Regions from separate parts of the Sus scrofa genome. Here region 2 is linked to region 1. A link is a contact called in public HiChIP or PLAC-seq data. All regions are on one chromosome and are shown on one strand. The core of a region is the stretch at or near the end of the contact, and the rest is flanking DNA. Distances in the headings are between cores, read along the strand shown.

Evidence for each region. HiChIP or PLAC-seq counts read pairs in DNA pulled down with a chosen protein or histone mark.
Region 2: a contact with region 1 is called in an H3K27ac HiChIP or PLAC-seq map of alveolar macrophages. The contact joins two enhancer-like sites. A contact is called at or near these places in 1 of 47 Hi-C or Micro-C datasets (liver) and 1 of 2 datasets of contacts at active chromatin or transcription factors (alveolar macrophages).

What each region holds. Positions count from the first base shown.
Region 1 is chr9:130,913,569-130,919,845 of Sscrofa11.1, forward strand. LOC102164427 (a long non-coding RNA gene) reads left to right here. Exons shown (of 3, transcript XR_002336041.1): 3 at 2,137-5,984. Among named protein-coding and RNA genes, the nearest start is that of NENF, 42 kb to the right of the region's middle. Within about 2 kb of position 2,468, at least 40 of the 83 cell types and tissues checked have an H3K27ac peak or open chromatin away from gene starts, as enhancers often do. A contact at or near this core is called in alveolar macrophages, where this site is marked.
Region 2 is chr9:130,672,497-130,678,773 of Sscrofa11.1, forward strand. No RefSeq gene overlaps it. Among named protein-coding and RNA genes, the nearest start is that of BATF3, 23 kb to the right of the region's middle. Within about 2 kb of position 2,820, at least 11 of the 83 cell types and tissues checked have an H3K27ac peak or open chromatin away from gene starts, as enhancers often do. A contact at or near this core is called in alveolar macrophages, where this site is marked.

The DNA.
Region 1 (6,277 bases), core at 1,218-3,717:
AGGCAGTTCCGCGTCACGGAATTCGCGGGGAAGGGGAGACCAGAGCGGGGCCTGCAGCAGCGGTTTCGGATCAGTGGAGGAGAGAAGGGAGGCCTCCAGGGGAGGGGAATTGCCTGAGCAGTTGCCTGCAGAGTATGCGGGCCAGGAGGCCTGGATTAACCGGAGCTTGTCCATGAAATGCAGGAAGGTGAGGTTGGCAAGAGGGTTGGTGTGTATGGGCAGGTGGAGGCGGGGCAGCCAGTGTCTGTACACCCAGCTCCAGGAATTTGGGCTGATGGAAAATGATGGAAGGAGGGAGTGTGGGAGGGAGCCGAGGAAGCTTCCAGCAATTGCTGGCCACCAGCAGGCATGAGAGGCTGAGTTTTCCTGTGGGGTGGCTGACTTGAGGGCTGAGGGTGCCATCCTCCTTCTGGGTCCTGCCCCTGCTGTGGCAGAAGGGCCTCCAATGATCAGGTCACCGCTGCCCTGTATGCCCGAGGTGGCCAGCCTGTCACAGGCCCCCAGAGCCACTGCAGGGCTGTGCACAGGAATGGCAGGGTTCAGCACTTCAACAAACATTTTGAGGGTAGGTACTAAGTGCAGAACACCACAGGGAAAGAGGGTGGAGTGAGGCGGGCGCTCTGCCCTGTTGGCGGAGAGAGGAGCTGGGGACTCGGGATCTGTGCAGCATTCGTGGGGCCCCGGCTCGAGCTGGACGTCAGGACACAAAGGGATAGACAGGCCTGGCACCACAGGTCTGCAGGCCTGTGGAGGTGGCTGGAAACAGGAACTCCTGGTCCGGGTGGAAAATGCTTGAATTCTGTGGGTGCGCAGAGGGAGTGGTGACCTCTGCCCTGGATCTGGGGTGCAATGGGGCTGGGGAGATATCTGGGCTGGGCTCGGGGCCTTGGGGAGGGTGGGGGTTCCCAGGTGGAGGAAGAGGGGGTTTCAGGCCGAGGCGTCAGCATGACAAAGGGGGCGATGCTAGAAAAGAGCAAGAGGCACAGGGACCTGCAGGTGAGAGAGGGACAGACAGAGAGAGGCAGAGACAGACAGACAGAAAGGGGAGGGAGGAGACAGAAAGAGAGCGAGTGGGAGGTGGGGCTGGGCCAGGAGGCCTTCATCTGCCTCCCAGGAGACCTGGACGTGGTCAACGAGGAGATCAAGGGTCTCTGAGCAGGAGCGCTGCGAAGAGCCATGTGTTAGAAAGGAATTCTGACCCCGGTGGAGGGGGGGGGGGGACAGAGCCAGCGGGCAGGGACACGGGAGGAGGCTGGGGCTCTCCCCACGGAGAGAGGAAATAGAAGCCAAAGAGTCTGTGGGGCAGGGCGGTCCTGTCTCGGGCAGTCTGGGTCTGAGTTGCTTGGGGCGATGCCCAATAAGAAGCTGAAAATGCTGGCACGTGGGGCAGAGGTCAAGGGCTTTAGGGGCACCGCCTCCAAGCCTGGGTGGGACGAAGAGAACATCTAGGAGGTGGCTTCAGCGGTCACGTGCAAGGAAGGCCCGGGGCGGCCGTGGGGGAGGACAGGGAGGTCCCCACGAGAGACCCGCGTGGAAGGAGGGTCATACGTGTGCACATGGAGAGGCCATTAAACCTAGGAAGCGTCAGTGTTTGAGGAAAAGGAGTCCTGTGGGCAGGGCGTGGAGCCTGTTTAGTCTTGGGGGGGACACCGCTGTGGGAGCCACATGCCGCCTGCAGAGGTGTTGATGAGCGTGGAGGAGGGAGGAGGAGGACGGGGACCGCGACGTGGTTGGCGAGGAAGGCAGGGAGGGCTGAGCCTCCGAGCGCCTGCAGTCCCCTGCGCCCAGCTGTCACCCAACAAGAGAGCCTGGCGCCACCCTCGGCGGTCCTGTTGGGGCTGGAGGGCTCCAGTTCCCTTCCCAGAGCCCCATGCCCGCCCAGAAGCCACTCTCCCAAGCACCTCTCTCACTGTTGCCTGGTGATTCCCAGTGTGGCCTGGGACCGGGCAGGACTGTCCAGGTGTGTGGCCTGCCCCAAGCAGACAGGAGCTCTCTGAGCATCAGGACCTGTGCCTCCCCTCTTCCTGTTGCCTTCAGTGTCCTGGACGAGGCCCACGCCTGCCAGGGGCAGACACCCCACATGACGCTCGGTCTCCCAGGCAGACAGGGTGCCTCAGTTCTCACTTCTCCCAGCAGGAATTTGGGCCCATCCCACGAGCACGCAGACTTGTGGCTGCCCCAGACTTCCTGGTCGGACAAGATCACTCAACACAGGTGGCAGGGTAACGCCCTCTTGGCTACTTACCTAATCTGCTCCAAACAGGTGAGACGCCCGGGATTTGGGGTGAAGGGGCAGGAAAGGTTGTTTTCACCCAGACCTGCTCAGCCCACCTGTCCCAGTGTTTCCACGTTATCAAATGTTTTCTAGTTCCCATGGCAACCGAATCACAGAGCCAGGATTTGTTATTGTTCCAGGGGAAAAAGGGAAGGGCCGCAGTGCAAGGGCTGACGTCCGAGCACCGTCCACCAGCCAGGCAGCTGAGTCACCACCACGGTCTGGTGCGTCCATGGAGTCACCTCCCTGTGGTCTGAGGCTCCCACTGGCCCTCCCTCTTTGGCAAGAGGCCGATCCCCAATCTGCGCCTGTCAGCAAGTGTGGGTGCCTGGGTCCAGGGGTGCTGAGTCCTGCCCTGGGCACTGTGGGGGGGCTAGCGGGGCAGAGAGGGAATTTCCTGCCGGAGCCAGGACCTGCCTTCAGGGAGCGGGAGCTCAAGGGGCTGGGGACACATTCCTTGTCCTTTCAGAGCCTGTGTGCACTCACGGATGGCTTCTAGGGTCCCCTAGCCATTGGCTTACAGTACGACCTCAGCCCAATCACCTGGGCTCTCTGAGCCTCGGTCTCTTTAGGTACATGGTGGGGAAACCGGCCCTTTCTCATCAGCTCGTCGGGAGAGAAATGAGATCGTGCCTATAATGCGCCCCACGGCAGCCCAGTTTCCACAAAGCGCTCCTAAGCCTGCACTTGTGGCCATTGCTGATTGGCCAGATACTGGGCCCATCTCAGGACCACCTGGAAGGTGAGGCAGGGGGAACTCCCCTGCTCCCTGAACACATGTGCCACCCACCCTTGGGCAGCCACCCCGCAAACCACCCCCACCCACCACCACCAGGACCAAAATAAGAAGCTTCAATCGTTCTGACCCAGTAGGGAACAGAATGAGAAGGTCAATGCGTCAGCCAGAGGGGGTGGGTCAGCAAGGGTTTGGGATCAGAGCAGGGCCCCTGAAGCGGGCGTCCCGGAGAGGTCCTGCTCTGGACGCCCAGATCCGCCCCCGCTGCTAAGGACGCCCTTGCTCTAAGGCCATGCTGGCCGGGCGCCTTCTGATGACAGCCTGGTTTTCCGGAGAGAATTCCCACCCGTGAGAGGGTGCCGGTGGGTGAACACGGCTCTGGTGCCCGCCGGACCGTCCTGGGGGGTGGCTGAATCCGGACTGCAGCGGTTGTGCCCGGTTGTTGTGTGAGTCACCCCGAAGCGCAGCAGCTCAGAGCATCTAACCAACACAGCTTTCTAGCTTACAAGGTGGAAACCCGGCCCCCGGGATGGGATGCCCGCAGAAAGGAACGACCCCCAGAAAGGAGTCCAGCCTTCCCCTAGGGGAGCCCCGTAGACACCCATTCTGCAGAGTCATCCAACAGACCCCCAGCACGTTCCACGCTGACCTCTGCCAGACGCCGTAGCCAGGCCAGCTGACCAGCGGCCTCCCTGGGGCTGGCCCCACGCGTGCTTTGCAGATGGAATTGAGAGCCACAAGTGAGTCATGGCATGAATTGAGGAGGTGGGACAAGCATTCCTGATAATTTGACAGAAGAGAGTCATATATGACAGTCCCTGGTGGGGAGTAAGAGTGAGTGTTATTTCACGAGTCTCGTGTGAACGTGTGTGTGTGCGTGTAATGTATGGACACACGCCGCGTGGATACAGCAGTAGAAAGATGGCACATTCTGATTGTGTCATCTGTGGGCATTTAATAAAGGAACTGTTTACAAAGACGTGGGCAGGGTGTAGGGAACTCACCAGAGCTGGGGCAGGGCCAGGTCAAGGAACTGCGGGGCTTAGTTATCAGCCTCAGCCTTGAAAGCTTGAAGGCAGAAGGTGTTTCCAGAACTTGGAGACGGAGAGTCATGTGGGGAGAGCTCGGACAGGAGCTGTGGTCATCAGCAGAGAGAGGAAGCCAGCCAGCCTGGGGCCAGCCGATGGGGCATAGATACTTACTCCCGCTCCTCCCTCTCCCTCCCGACTCCTGCCCGACTGCCCACAAGCTGAGTGTGGCAAAGCCTGGGGCCGGAGCCAAGGACCCCTGTCCATATGTGGAGAAGACCAGCGATACTGCGTGCACGGGATGCCGTGTAAAATGCACAGTGCTTCTCTCTGCGATTCTCGCTTAATGAAGTCTTAAAACCCTGGAAGGGTGTGCCTGACACTGACATGACTGCCAGAAAGAGGCAGAACGTTTCGGAATGGCCCCAGGTCAGGGCTTCGGGTGGCAGCTAGTACCCATAGGAAGGCGTTGTCCGGCTTTCCCTGGCAACCAGGAGCGCACCCATTCTCCGGATGTGACCTTCCCGCCAGCCCAGAGGTGACCAGCAGTGGGGCTGAGCGCAGCCCACAGTGTTCCCAGGCGGGGGCTGAGGCCACAGAGGAAGAAGGGCAGGAGGGGAATGGGGGGGCGAGAGGAACCAAGGGGCTGTGGCCGGGACTCCCACACGGGGCAGTTGCCTCAGCTCCTCAAGGACAAAGGGCAGAGTTCTATTTCCAGCTCCCCGTGGGAGCGGGAGACGGCCTCCTCGCTTTCCACACACTTGCGGTCGGCTCACTAATCCTGGGCTACGTGTGGTTGTTCTGGACTCACACAAAAGCGTCTCTGAGCCTCTTTGCCACGGCCCCCACCACTGCCGAGCCCATTGCGGCGGGTCACATGCTGGCGACTCCACGCTGTCCTGGCCACGTGAGACCAGGCTCCAAGGCCGAGCCTCCTGAGCCCCAGAGCATCGGCCACGAGCCCTCTCAGCACCCACCTTCAGGGGCTCCATTCCCAGCAGACGCTTCTAGAAGGGAAATCACTTCCTCTGATGACTCAAACAAACAAACAAACATGCTCCTGATAACAGAGCCCCCTCTTTTTGCCCCCGCTGCCTCCTCAGGCAGTGGAAACAACTCTGCCTCCGCAGACCTGGGGCCTCGGGCTCTCGCATCCACCCGGAGGCGGAGGTGTTTACCTGGTAACAGGGTGGACGGCATGTTGCCCTTTGAACGCTCCTCCTGCAGAGTTCCCTCGTGTCTCTCTGCCACATTCCTGGTACTGGTCAGGGCCGGGCCAGAGTCTCACGGACACAGGGAAAGGTGGTTCCTGCCCGTACCCGTGGAACCTTGGCCCAGATCTGGGTGTTAGATCCCCAAAACGCCCCAAGGAAATGGCTCGCCCATGTCATCCCTCTTAAGTCAACTGAACAGGAAGCGGCTCCCTGACTGCTTCATCAGTCTTACCCAGGGCATCAATAAACCGTAAGTCAGAGGGAAAGAAAAGCGAAGCCCGAGAGAATCAGGTCTTCCCAGCGGTGTGCCCGCCGGCTTGGAACATGGCAGGTGGGAACCAGCGCCAGAGGCCGTGCCTGCTTGGCAGCCCTGCCTGGCTTCTCTTAATGCTTCCTGGCTCTGCCTTGATCCACGTGGGCCTCACTCCCTTCTCAGCGCCTTGCACTTCCCGCCACACTTGGGCAGGGGCGACCATCTCTCGACAACTTGAGAGGCAGCAGCTCTGTCTTGTTCATCTCGTGCTGGCCCAGATTTCCGTGCCCGTGCCTGGGCTGTCAGCACGCACCATGACATCTGTCTAGGGCTGGAGGAATGCATTTAACATTCGTTACAGCTAAATTTTTCAACGTGGAAAAAAACAATGAGGAGCTAGCCATGGCTTTCCAAACTTTGATGTTTGGGGAGTGAAAACCCTGACTCCAAAAAAAAAAAAAAAAATCGAACATAAGCCCCAAACTAAATAAAAGCAAAGCAGGAGGACACCCAAGTTTGCCAGGTTTAGCAAATAAAAATGCCAGATATACAGTGAAGATGGAATTTCGGAACAATAAATACTTTCAAAAGGATAAGTATATCCCAAATACTGCATGGGCCATACTTACCCTAAAAAAAACTCACTGGCTGTTTGATGTTTAAATTTAACTGGGTGTCCTGATGGTAACACGTGGGACCCTGCACACGTGGGACCCCAAGGACACCCTGGGGCTCTACAGTCTGGTTTGTGAACCACTGTTTTAGGACACT
Region 2 (6,277 bases), core at 1,570-4,069, 240 kb before region 1:
CACACAGAACGGAACTCCGGGAACCGAAGTCTTTACCTTCTGGACACACCTGACCTGCCAAACAATGACCAAACACATTTCCCTGAAGGTCTCACCCCAGCAGTGCTGGAACCCACTTCATAAGTGCTACGTAGATCAGAAGGATAAAAAAAGACAGGTCTATTGCACAAAATTTTCCAGACACAGTTTGAGAAAAGAAAACTCATCGTTACTTGAAAGAGCTGTTTTGCCTAGCAACAACAGCCAGAAAATGACTTCCTATTTTTTTTTTTAAATTGTGCTTTGCAAATGACTTCTCATTAAAAATAAAATTACATTAAACATAGGAAAAAAGAGAGACTTGCTACAGGTGAACCTGAAGCAAGGGGCAGGGTCACCTCTTCAGACTTTTGTACTTAGAAGTGGTGATGAGGAGCCTTTAACTTCAACAAAGGAGGGGAAAGGAAGTGCAAAGCCACTGAATCCATTTCCCTCCCTTTGTACCATTTACCCCAAAATAACAAGAACAAGAAAGAGAAACACTCATCTTTTGATGAAATCAGGAGGTATGTCGCCCCAAATCTTAGCATATGAAGAAAGAGAGTGTTTGGAGTAAAGAGAAATGAATTAGCCGAGCAGGGGAGGTGGAACCTAAGTGCCTTCAGAGAGATACATTGTCAAGAGAAGTCCAGTCTCTCCTCCCCCTGCCCCGAATCTCTGGACAATTGAAGAACGGAGGACACCACAAGAGGTCGAGTGAGATGAGTTGGAGGAGCCCGGAAATGACATTGGGTCCTTATCCCCTCCACTCATCGCCAGTAATTCTCTCTGATAAAGGGGCTTGTTTTCTGGAAAATTGAAATAAAGAGGCCCTGGAGAGTAAGGTAAGACTCAGGGGAAAAAAAAATGGGCAAGATGAAATTCGACACTGGAAGGATAAGGCTTGAAGTTCTAGGATCCTGGCAGCCTGGCTCACACGTCTTGGATGATCCTTCTTTAGGGAAACTGAAAAAGCCCCAGAGAAAAAAGCTACCAGTGGTGCTATTTGGAGGTCCCAAGCCTCAGAGCCAGCTGGACAATCCAATCGCCCCATTGTGGAGCTGTTTAGTCTCTAAGCCCCACTCACACAGAGCTTCTAGAAACAATTTTGTATGTATTTTACTCTCAAAAAATGAATGGACATAATACAAAACTGGGAGCAACCCAAGTACCAATCAATAGAATGAAAAAATAAATTGCGGCATATACACATGATGAAATGCGACACAGGAGTTAAAAAAGCTGAATTACTGATACATACAACATGGATGAATCGCAAAGACATTATGTTGAATGAAAGAAGCCAGGCTCAAAAGAGTACATACTGTGCGTGAAATCACAGAAGAGGCAAAACCAACCTGCAGTGATTACCTCTGGGGAGAGAGGAGATGTTAGCTGGGAATGGGCACAGGGGCTCTGGGTTGTAGAAATGCTCTTTGATCTGAGGGGTGCATACATTGCGTGTACAGTTGTAAAATTTCACTGGCCTATACATTTAAATTTTCTGCATTTTATTTAAGTTCTATTTAAAAAAATAATAAACACACAAATGGAGACTCAACAGACATTTGAAGGAAGTCTCCAAATGCAGAGACCAAAAGACTTGAGCCCCACAAAGGCAGCAATCTTTGTTCTCATGTATCCCAAACACCTAGAACAGTGCCTATAAGGCACATGAAAGTTTCTCAGTGCATACTGGTTAACCAAAAATAAGAACACAAAAACCGAAGCAAACATAGGACCTCAAAAACAAACCAAAAAAAAAAAAAAAAAAAGATTTTTTGAAAGTTCCAGTCTAATTACTGCCCTCCCAGAGATGAAGATACTGTATCCATTAAAAAAAGAAAGAAAAGGGAATTGATGTCATCAAACCACTAGATAACAATCCTGAATCTTGACATCTCTGGAGTAATGCAATCTGGGAATTCTCAGTATAAATGATTTGACACCTAGCATTCTATACCCAGTCAATCAAGTGTGAGGTGAGCCAAAAGCCATTCCCCGATACGCAAAATCTTAAAACAAAAACGGAGAACCTCCAAAGCGTCCTGTTTGGGGATGTGCTCCACTACAAAGGGTAAACCAAAGAAGCAGCGCATGGGATCTAGGAAAGAGAGGCTCCAAGATAGCAGGCAATTCAGGTCCATAGGACACTGTCCAGCAGATCTGGAGAAAAGCCCAGTCAGACCAGGCTGGAAAATGAATATGTAAGACTCCAAGTGAGATATTTTCAGGAGGAGAAAGTGTAAGTGACAACAAAAGTGATGGTTTTAACTACCTGGAAAATTATACATTTGGAGATATTTTATAGTATTCAGATATTAAAATAATCATGTCAAATATCAGGCATTTAATCACTCCGGTAAAAGCGGAAAGTTGTATAAGGAATGTCATCATAGTTACAGATTGGCTCCAGTGAACAATATTTATATAGACATAGTAATGAACACCCCAAATCTGTATTCAATAAAAAATCGGAAGAGTTCTATGGGAAGGCAAAGGGATTAGGAATGAACAGAGGGTAGCATGAGCACTGGACATTCAGAACAGGCAGTGGTCAAAGCGCTGCAGCAGGGGTCTAGAGGGGCCCCTCAGCTGCTGGATCCTGGGGAAGTCCAGGGTTTCCCAGGACAGGAATGGGAGTAGCTAGGGTGACAGAGATGGGACATTGAGGAAGCTTCTACACCAACCAGTACAGAAGTTCATTTTGCAATATTTAAACAGCTCAAACAGTTGTAACTCTGACCATCTGAATGTCAGCCAAGGAGTAGGAATGCTGGAGAGTGACGTCTTGACCCCAAGTGAAAGTCAGTGCAAAAATGTCTAAAATTGCTGAGTCAAGAACTAGCGCGAGATGAACATTATTCAGTAAATACCAGAAAAACACACTAGGAGAGTGGAAAGTGGTTAACTTTGCGGATGAACCCAGGCAGGAGAAGTGGGCCCAGGGACTGTTTTTGTTATAAGCCTTATAGATTTGATTCTTTAAATCATGTGTATATAATACTTATGTAAAATAGATTTGGTTTTAAAATTGTTTTAAAACTAACACAAATGAACAATACTTGGCACGCTCTTCTATTGTTCCTATCATTGAGAATTAAGAAAAGTATTACACCCCAGGGGCTCTCTCAGGGTTTCAGTTCCATTATCTTAGTATATTTCAGATAAGACTTATTGTCTCTGTTTTTAGCTAAGAGGTCTAGTTTTGGTTTCTTTGGGGGTTTTAGTTTTTCTCCCCTGAACCATTTGTTTTGCAAATAGATTCTGTTATCAAGAATTTGTGTACAATAAGGAAGGGGAAAAAAAAGTCTTTCTAGGGAACCACTTAGGGTTAGTGGAGATTTTATAAGAAAGGATTGGGGGAAATTAATCATGTATTCATTTGAAGCTTTAGGGTTGAAGAGTCCTCCTATAATTCTTTGCTGTATCTCTACATTGCTTGTACTTTGTGGACCCTCCACTAATATTAGTTGCATGAGTGAATAATTTCATATTGTAAATTCCTAACTTGTCAGTTTTCTGGGATCACAGTGTCAGGCATTAATGACTTGTGGCATTCATATTCTTTTTTTTTTTTGCTTTTTAGGGCCACATCTGCAGCATGTGTAAGTTCCTGGGCTAGGGATCAAATCGGAGCTACAGCTGCCGGCCAGCAGCGCAGGATACGAGCCCTGACTGCAAGCTACACCACAGCTCAGGGCAACATTGGATCCCCAACCCACTGAGCAAGGCCAGGAGTCGAACCTGCAACCTCATGGATACTAGTTGGATTTGTTTCCACTGCGCCACAATGGGAACGTCCCATGTTCTTTATTAATTGAGCTGAGATGATAGGCTGACTATTGTGGAGGGCAGGGAAGTGGGGTGAGGAGTAGGGGAGAGGGGTTTTAAAGTACTGAGGGCAAATTACTGGGAAACTCCCCCTAATTAGAACTCTAGCGAGTTCTGACTACATTGTTGAAGCCTAGTGCCTGTATCTCTTAAGGCCATCTGAGCAGGGGAAGGCATTCCCACCCCTCACCCTGGTGCTAGCACATGTATTTGCCCTCTGGCCCCCTCCTCCTTTGGCTACATCCCTTTGGCCTCCAGGTGGCCTGGGAGAGCCAGATCAGAAAGCCGCGCTCCTCTGGGTCCGCAGCTCCTGTGGATTCCTGCGCTGCGGCGGGCCACATCAGCACCTTGACTTGCTTCATTTCAGAGAATGGCTCCCCTGCCCTTGGGCTCAGACCTCGTCATGGATTTTAAAGCTCCTGTTGTTGCCCACATGTGTGGCTCTGTGGCCCATATCTTCCGCCGTAATGGCACAGGAGCTTTCCAGTCCATTTCTGCTCCTGGTGTCACCTGGATGCCAACCCCCTCTATGGCCCTCTTCATCAGTCTGTAAGTATCTGAGACATGGGCATTTCGTCCTTTTGGTTCCTTCAAGCTCTTCTGAGGCTTAGTTCCTCCCTGAAGCAGCCAGTGGTTGCCCTCCCCGCTCAGGGCTCTCGCTGCCCACGTCACCCCAGCCGTCCCTTTGTCCTCCCATCCCTGACCTTGGCTGCAGCAGCTGGCTCAGTGGCTCTTCCCAGCTTGTTCCTTTGTTCCTACATTTGAAGCTCCTTTTCTTTGGAGTCGTCTTGCCCTGACCATCTCTGCCAGAATAGTAGGTGGGGAACAGGAGACAGGAGGAGGCGTTGACCTGGGCATCTGGCTTCATTTCCTTCCCTGATGAAAACTGGAGGGGGAAGAAGGTTAAAGTAAGTGTAGGCATGAATCCTCTCTGAACTGTCGTCACGTCTGCCCACCTCTGATCCTGTGAGGGTGTGGAAATGAGGGGATGAGGACAGAATAATAATGAAACAGGAGGGGAGAGGGCAGGGCACAACCTTTAAAGAAAATGATGTGGCCCTTGAGGATATGACACAACCTGGTTAGAACCATCTAGGCCCAAGATGGCAGAAGAGTCGACTTCCAGGAGAGCTTGAGCCTCATTAGACACTCATGGAAATACATTAGCGTCTAATGGACACGCCCACAGGCACCAGGGCCGGTCCACGGCTGACCATAAAAGGCTGAAAAGTGGGTGGTGGCCCATTTCCTGGAAATTCTTGCTCCTTCCCTGAAGTAGTTGGAATAATCGTCTGCCTTATTCAGCCTATTGGATTACCTAGCCCATAACAATCAACCACCCCATATTTCAGGGCTTTCTCACCTTTTGAAACAGGCTGCATTCTGTCTGTGGAATGCTCATCTTCCAGGCTGCTCTCACTTTCTGAAATGGCCCACACTCTCTTGCAGTACATCTCCTTCTTAACCTGTCACTTTGCCTCTCACTGAATTCCTTCTGTGCTGAGACATAAAGAACCTGAACTTCAGCCTTGAGACCAGGTGTGTGATTTCAATGACAGGTCAGTGGGTTCAAGTTCCAATCTGAGTTGTGTGGTTTCAGTAATGTTCGATCAACTCGTAGGACATCTCTGGGCCAGGGCCCACACATCCCAGCCCCAAGGCCTTATGATCTTTCCCGATCACATTTCCAACAGTATTTAAAAATCATATTTCATATTCACACCTTCTTTTATTCTGCAAATACTTGGTGAAGCTAAATAGTGTGCTAAGGTGTGTGGCTGTGCACGTGCAAACCAAGGCATGGACGTGACCCACAAGCAAATTGCCACTGGTCACAAGAGACATCAGTGGCAGCTGGGGATCCAACAGGGTGACAAAATAGGAGCAGAAGGAAAGGGCCAGGAGCCGGGGTGGGCGTGGGGAGCAAACTTACACTGTTGCCAGGATTCCAGGCTCCCAGAGGGAAAATGAGAGTAAAACTTATGGGTTTTGAAACTTCTGTGGAATTAGCTCCTTGCAAGAAATTGTTTTGTCTGGTTTTGGAAACTATGATGGAGCAGCAATTCCTGTAATTTACTGGCAAATCCTAATACTACCTAAGCCCAACCCAAGGATTCTTCTTTTAAAGGAAGTTTTCAGATTTGATCGTTTCTCTAGAAATGCTCCTTACTAAAATAAATCCTCACTTCTTACATCTTTCACACTGAAAAGGAACTGTAGCTCAGAAATATAAATCCATGCTGTGTCTTCTCTGCCTGGATGATGGATTCTGTGACCCCCCCCCCAACTTGCAACCCTCCCAGGCTTGCCCTCCCTGAAATACAGGACTTCGTCTGCTGGGGCCTCTGCTCTGGACCCCCATCCTACCTTGAGGCTATTGTCAGAGAGAGAAATCAGAGGAGGAACAAGCTGAGATGAGGCAGCA